2 separate regions of the Mus musculus genome follow, and region 1 is linked to region 2. A link is a contact called in public Hi-C data. All regions are on one chromosome and are shown on one strand. The core of a region is the stretch at or near the end of the contact, and the rest is flanking DNA. Distances in the headings are between cores, read along the strand shown.

Region 1 (2,957 bases), core at 259-2,758, 840 kb before region 2:
ATGTCACCCGGCTTACCAGACAGGACTCTTAGCCCCTTGCCTGTACAGGAAAAAGGAGACTTAGAGAGACGCCAAGAACCTCTGCCTGGTGCCCTGGTCCTGTTGTGGGAACTCGTGAACCCTGATGGGCACGAGAAATCACGTGGGAATGAGGTCTTTGTCACAGTGCAGATGCCAGTGACATACTCAGAAGGGCCTAAGCACCTGCTTCTGTGACAAGCACCCAGGAGTGATGATGTAGTCAGCGTGGGGACTCCATACTGAGGTTCACCTTGAAGATCAGTGGGTGTGACGGGAGAGACACTTTCATGGATCTCACAATTTAGTCATGGATTTAATGTTCATTCTTACTCCCAAACGAGGCAGTATTATTTGTTTTTTTTTTTTAAAAGGCCTTGTTTTTAATTGTATAAATGCACTTATATCTATAGGTGATATATGCATATTGAGTGCAATACCTGCAAAAATCAGAAGAGGGCGCCAGATTCTGTGTCCATGGTGTTACAGGGAATTGTGAGAGCCCTGATGTGGGTGCTGGGATCCGAACTAGGATCCTCAAACACTCTCAATCTTTGACATGCTCCTAACATTTCTCCAGCCCCTTGTCTTTTATTTTATATGAGCCCACAACCAAGACTTTGGAGATTTAAATAGACTTTTGTAGCAATGGAAGTTTTAAAGACTTGGGGGTGGGGGATTTTTTGGAATTGAATTGTATTTTATATTATGATTTTAACATGTTACTTTGGGGACAAGGGATGGAAAGTTATGGCTTAAAGTGACATGCTTGTGGGTCAAGTTGACAAAGGACAGATCATGCTGGTTAGTTTTTAACTGGTAACTTGACACAAAGTGGAGTCACCTGGGAAGAGAGTTTTAATGACTCTTATCTAGATGTTGACCTGTGGGCACGTCTCTGGGGACTGCCTAGATCATCTGATATAGGAAGACACAGTCTGTTGTGGGCGGCACCATTCCCTAAGCAGAGCAATCAAGCAAGGATCTGTGTGTTTATTCTCTCCCGCTCTCAACTGTGGGCGTAGTGCTTAAAGTTCCTGTCTTAACTTCCTCACAATAATTTAACCTGGAATCTTAAGCCAAATGAATTTTTTTTTGTCCCTAAGGTGCTTTTTATTGAATGTTTTATTACAACAGAAACAAAACTAGAATAGAAGTTTCCTGGACCAGAAAATGGTGGCCTGGGAAGCTAAGCAGTGTGCAACTGATATGTTTAAAAGTAGGGACATGAACCAGGGTTTCATACCTCTAGAATCCCAGTACATCCCTAAGCCTTTCCGTTGATCACACCCCCATCTCTGGGGCTCCGGTCTGTGTCCAGTCTTCTGGGATTAAAGGTTTATTTTTTTATCCGGGCCAGCTGGGAAGGCACCTTCTTGCAAAGCTCCTTTCTGGCCAGCAGGTGGCAGTGCTGCCCCAAGGATATGGCCTAGACGGCTAGCTAGAGCTGCTCCTAGTATCTTTTGTCTGCACAGGGGTCCGCTCTCCTCTCCGGAGCCTTCAATGTGCCTGCTGAGCTGGGGCTGCTCATTTCCTTTCTCTCCTGGCTGTAATGCCTCATAACTTCGGATCCTTAGAGCCATTTACGATAGATTCAGATGCAGCCTGCAGCTAGAGTTTCTAAGCACAATGCTTTTCTGAGTTAGGTGCGGTCCTCTTGCCTATCTGCTCAGAAGAGGAACCTTGGGGCTTCCAGAGGCTCGAGAGGTCATGGAACAGGGGAATGCCAAGGAGCAGGGGAAGAGGCAGAGCCTGGTAGGAGCCTAGCAGTTGTGGCGCTGGAATCCATAGATGGGAGGGATTCATTCTGAGGAAGTCGAGGCAGAGCCGGAAGGGGACCAGGGCTTGTAACTCTGGACCTTGTATAACTTGTTATCACCAGGGTCTGTGATAGGAAGTCCCCGCCTCCTTCCTACACCCCCCAGGTACTGGTTCCCCACAGAATGACTGACTCTTAAGTGTTGTGTTCAGCTCAGATATGGCTGTGCAAATCTTGCCCAGCCTGGCGTTCTGCTGGGACCAGAGACTTCCTTCTTCATGATGGAACTCTGTCACAACGCATGGTGACTCCTCGTGATAAGGGAGAAGTGGGGTGCCTTTAAGTAACACGAAGCCTTCCTTTCTCTGGGGGCAGCGGCGGCGGGGGGCGGGGGGGGGTTAAACCCAGTAGATGGGATACTAGGTGCTCAGTTACACAAAACCGCCACTTGGTCGATGGCCTCAGGGTTCCTGTCTCTCAAATTCGAAGAACGAAATTCATGGAGAAATGCTGAGTTTAGAAAGAGTCTTATTACGGATTCATGGGTAGGAACTTAAGAAAGGAGATGGAGTTACTTGACGGTAGGAGACCCGCACATGGGACACCATCCAGCTGATAGTCCAGTGCTGTTGCTTTTTTTGTTTTTGTTTTTAAATGTTTAATAGGATTTATGGCAGAGACTGGGTTAAGCCATGAAGAGGAGGATGAGCCGGTCACGTCAAGGTAATCGGGTGTCTGTTCTCTGCTTGGGGTGGTCAATTATCCATCATAGAAAGAGAAGAAAGAGATAACAGGACCAAGATGGCTACCCTCTGGCATTCCAGGCCTCCAGAAGACAGAACAGGACCAAGAAGAATGTTCGTGACTTCTGTCCAAAGACATAAATTAGGATAGTTTACTTTTGGGGTCCATGCCTTTGAAAACAATTTCCATCCTCTGACCTTATCCCTAGGAGGGACTGGCACAGATGGGTTCGGTTTGTACTTGTGACATGCATGTCTGAGCTACTTTGTCTCACCAGGCCTGGCACTAGATTTGGCTGCTGCGGGGCACTACCAGCAGGCTCTGCCTCCTTGGGTCCTCTAACCCTGCTGGGCAACACGTTTGCTCTCCGCTTGTTCTTCGTCGGTCCAGGCTGGTCTGTTATCTATCATGCCCCATTCCATGTGGAGAGAGCCCA
Region 2 (3,094 bases), core at 43-2,542:
AATTAATCTATTCCTCAAAAGGGATGCCTTGTCTGGCTCTGCAGAAACCTGAAACACCAGGCTGGGCTTATACTCAGCATAGACCCTACCTTCTCAGAGAAGACTGGGACAGGGGATGGGTAGGAGGGAACTGAATGAGAGGGCAGCAATAATATAAATGGTAAAAAAACAAACAAACAAACAAAAACCCAAACAAACAAACAAGCAAAAAAACAAAAGCAAAGAACCCTCAAGTGAGAGCAGTATGAATCAAAGGTGGGCTCTATGTTCATGGCAGGTGTTCACAGAAGAGAAGCAGGCAGCCACACTTCTATGGCCTTGTGAAGATGGGGCTATACACTGAGGCCTTGTGTGTATAAGCATGGGGTAAAAAGGCTTGCCAGCACTCCCCACCAGCTAGGAGTAAGTCTGGGAACACACTATCCCCACAGAACTTCTGGAAAGAACCAACACTGCTGACACCCGGAGCTTTGGCTCCCTGGATCCAAATGTAAGCACATAAATTTGACTGCTTTAAGCTGCAAGTTAGTGGCTATTTCTTTATGGAAGACCTAGAATTTATACATGGCTGCCTACCGAGAATGGGTTGTTCTGATTGGGAGCTATCACCCCATGAGCCAGGTGTCTGCCAAGAGACCAGGCTAGCATTTGTACTTATTTCAGTCAACATCTATTCTACTCTCAAACCAGACCATATGGAACCCAGTGATGTCATGAGCCTCTTTGTCCTTTACTAGGCAGTGTAGAGGCCTTACATGGTGGCATATATCTATAATCCCAACCCCTGGGAAGTAAAGATAGAAGAGTGGGTCAGAAGTTTAAGGTTATCCTCTGCTACCAAGTAATTGAAAGACCAGCCTAGGCTCCAGGAGATCCTGTTTCAAAACAACAAAACTAAACAACTGACTTTTCTATCTATAGTGGAGAAGACAGAAAGGCCTGAGAACCCAGGCCAACTGAATGACAACAGGCATCTGGCATGTGGGTGAAGAACAGGGTTACAGAACAGGGATAGAGAACATTGACCTTGACAAGGCCTAGACTCCAGACTCTAATTTGTGCTGTCATCTCTCCATATGCACATGTGAATGAAGGCTGGGTCAGTCAGCGTGAGAGGGGTAGGGAGAGGCATGAGCCCAACTTGCTGTGAGCTGTGGTGAGCTGAGTGCTTTGGAATTAGGGCTCTGCATTCTGTCTTTTTCCATTTTCCCCCTTTCCCTAAGAATAGGGAGCAGCTCATCTCTGTGCTGGTTCTTACAAGTGTGTTATGTTTCCAGCTCATTAGCAGCATTTGTTTTCCTTGTCTCCAGCCCACAAGCAGTCCTGACAGCGGCAAGGGTGCTGGAACGGCTTCCTGGAGGCTGGCAGCCTGCTCACTGACAGCCCAGGGAAGCCAGCCAGGTGTGCAAAGTGCCAGGCAGGATGAAGGCACCATGGATTTGGTTTTGGGATGCTCTGGAGAGGAACGAGGAGTGGAGAATATGCACAAAAATGATTTTTTAAAAAAAGATGAAACCATCACCCACCTTCAGGATCTCACATTAACTTTTCATGAGTCAGATGAGTTTTCAATATGTGAATAGACCCTTCATGAGTAAGGAAGCGAACAGGAAGAAGGGAGGAGAGAAAAGAGGGAGGGAGGGAGAGAAGGAGAGAGGACTAAGGAAAAAGAACAAAGCTGCTCCCTTCAATTCTTCCCCTCCTCTCCCTTTGTTTCTCCTTCCCTCACTCCCTGGTTTCTTCTCTCCCTCCCTCCCTCCGTCCCTCCCTCCCTCCCTTCCTTCCTTCCTTCCTTCCTTCCTTCCTTCCTTCCTTCCTTCCTTCCTTCCTTCCTTCCTTCCTTCCTTCCTTCCCTCCCTTCTTTCATTCCTCCTTCCCCCTCCTTTTTTTCAAAATAATAAACTACCACAAATTAGCCAAGCTGCTATTTTTCAGTTAAGTTCCCATCACAGCACCTTTTCTGTGCACTGTATGCAAGTAAACCAAGCATACCCTGTGTCTCAGATAACCTACTGTTGCTGTGATAAAACATCATGACCAAAAGCAACTTGGGAGAGAAGGGTTTGTTTTAGCTTTTAGTTGAGATGAAGTGATGTCTGGTCAGGAACTCAAGGCAGCAATCTGAAGACAGGAACTGAAGCAGAGGCCGTGGAGGATCACTACTTACTGGGTTGTTCCTCATAGATTGCTCAGCTTGCTATCTTACCCAACATAGAACCACCTGTTTAGGCATGACTCGCATACAGTGAGCTGGGACCTCCAAAATCAATCATTGTCAAGAGAACGTCCCATGGACTTGCCTATAGGTCAATCTGATGGTAGTATTGTCTTATCTGAAGCTCCCTCTTCTCAGATGACCCTAGCTTGTATCAAGTTGATAAAACAAACAAACAAACAAACAAACAAACAAACAAAACCTAACTAACTAACTAACTGACTGACTGACTGACTGACTGACCAGTATTTCCATGATGAACTGAAGTTGAATGTCATTCTCAGCTACAAAGCAAGTTCAGTTGAAGACCATCACCCAACATCACTGTCAATCAATTGTCCAGTCTTATCAGATGCAAGAAGTGCTGGCTAAAAATGTAAAACCCAGACATCTCAGTACACAGAAGTTTGAGACAAAGCAAAAAACTGTTGCCAAAAAAGAGAAACATTTTAAAACAAATGAAAATTTGCCTACAGACTGTCAAACAAAACAGTACTAAGTCACTTGGGCCAGCCTTTTACACTGTGTAGCTACGCTGTGGGTATGTGGAACGTGAATGCTGAGATGTTATATCACATGGTGAAATAGCAAGTCAGGCCAGTGCTATACCACACCTTAACATCTTCCCTCAGCATCCCGTGGCTCCTGCAATACTACCCACCCATAGTCAGCTAGATAGTTCCCACACTGATGCTTCTTGCTGTCCTCCACTGCATCCATGTGTCCCTTTCTCCTACAGACTGTCCTTGATGTCTTTAAAAGTGGCTCTTTTGTTGTTTTATTTGAGACAGTGATTCACATAGTCCCAGCTGTCCTTGAACTCACTATATAACTGAGGATGACCTTGGATTTCTGAAGATCCTCCCACCTCCACTTTGC

Evidence for each region. A called contact is a pair of places that touch in the nucleus more often than the background predicts.
Region 1: a contact with region 2 is called in a Hi-C map of cortical neurons, with 2.5 times the contacts expected there. The contact joins two enhancer-like sites. A contact is called at or near these places in 2 of 484 Hi-C or Micro-C datasets (cerebral cortex and cortical neurons) and 1 of 9 other capture datasets (embryonic stem cells).

Annotation. Positions count from the first base shown.
Region 1 is chr11:57,466,427-57,469,383 of GRCm38.p6, reverse strand. No RefSeq gene overlaps it. Among named protein-coding and RNA genes, the nearest start is that of Fam114a2, 51 kb to the left of the region's middle. Within about 2 kb of position 1,508, at least 29 of the 459 cell types and tissues checked have an H3K27ac peak or open chromatin away from gene starts, as enhancers often do. A contact at or near this core is called in cortical neurons, where this site is marked.
Region 2 is chr11:56,626,094-56,629,187 of GRCm38.p6, reverse strand. Gm46261 (a long non-coding RNA gene) reads left to right here. Exons shown (of 7, transcript XR_001780132.2): 6 at 3,007-3,094. Among named protein-coding and RNA genes, the nearest start is that of Gm32649, 4.1 kb to the right of the region's middle. Within about 2 kb of position 1,292, at least 21 of the 459 cell types and tissues checked have an H3K27ac peak or open chromatin away from gene starts, as enhancers often do. A contact at or near this core is called in cortical neurons, where this site is marked.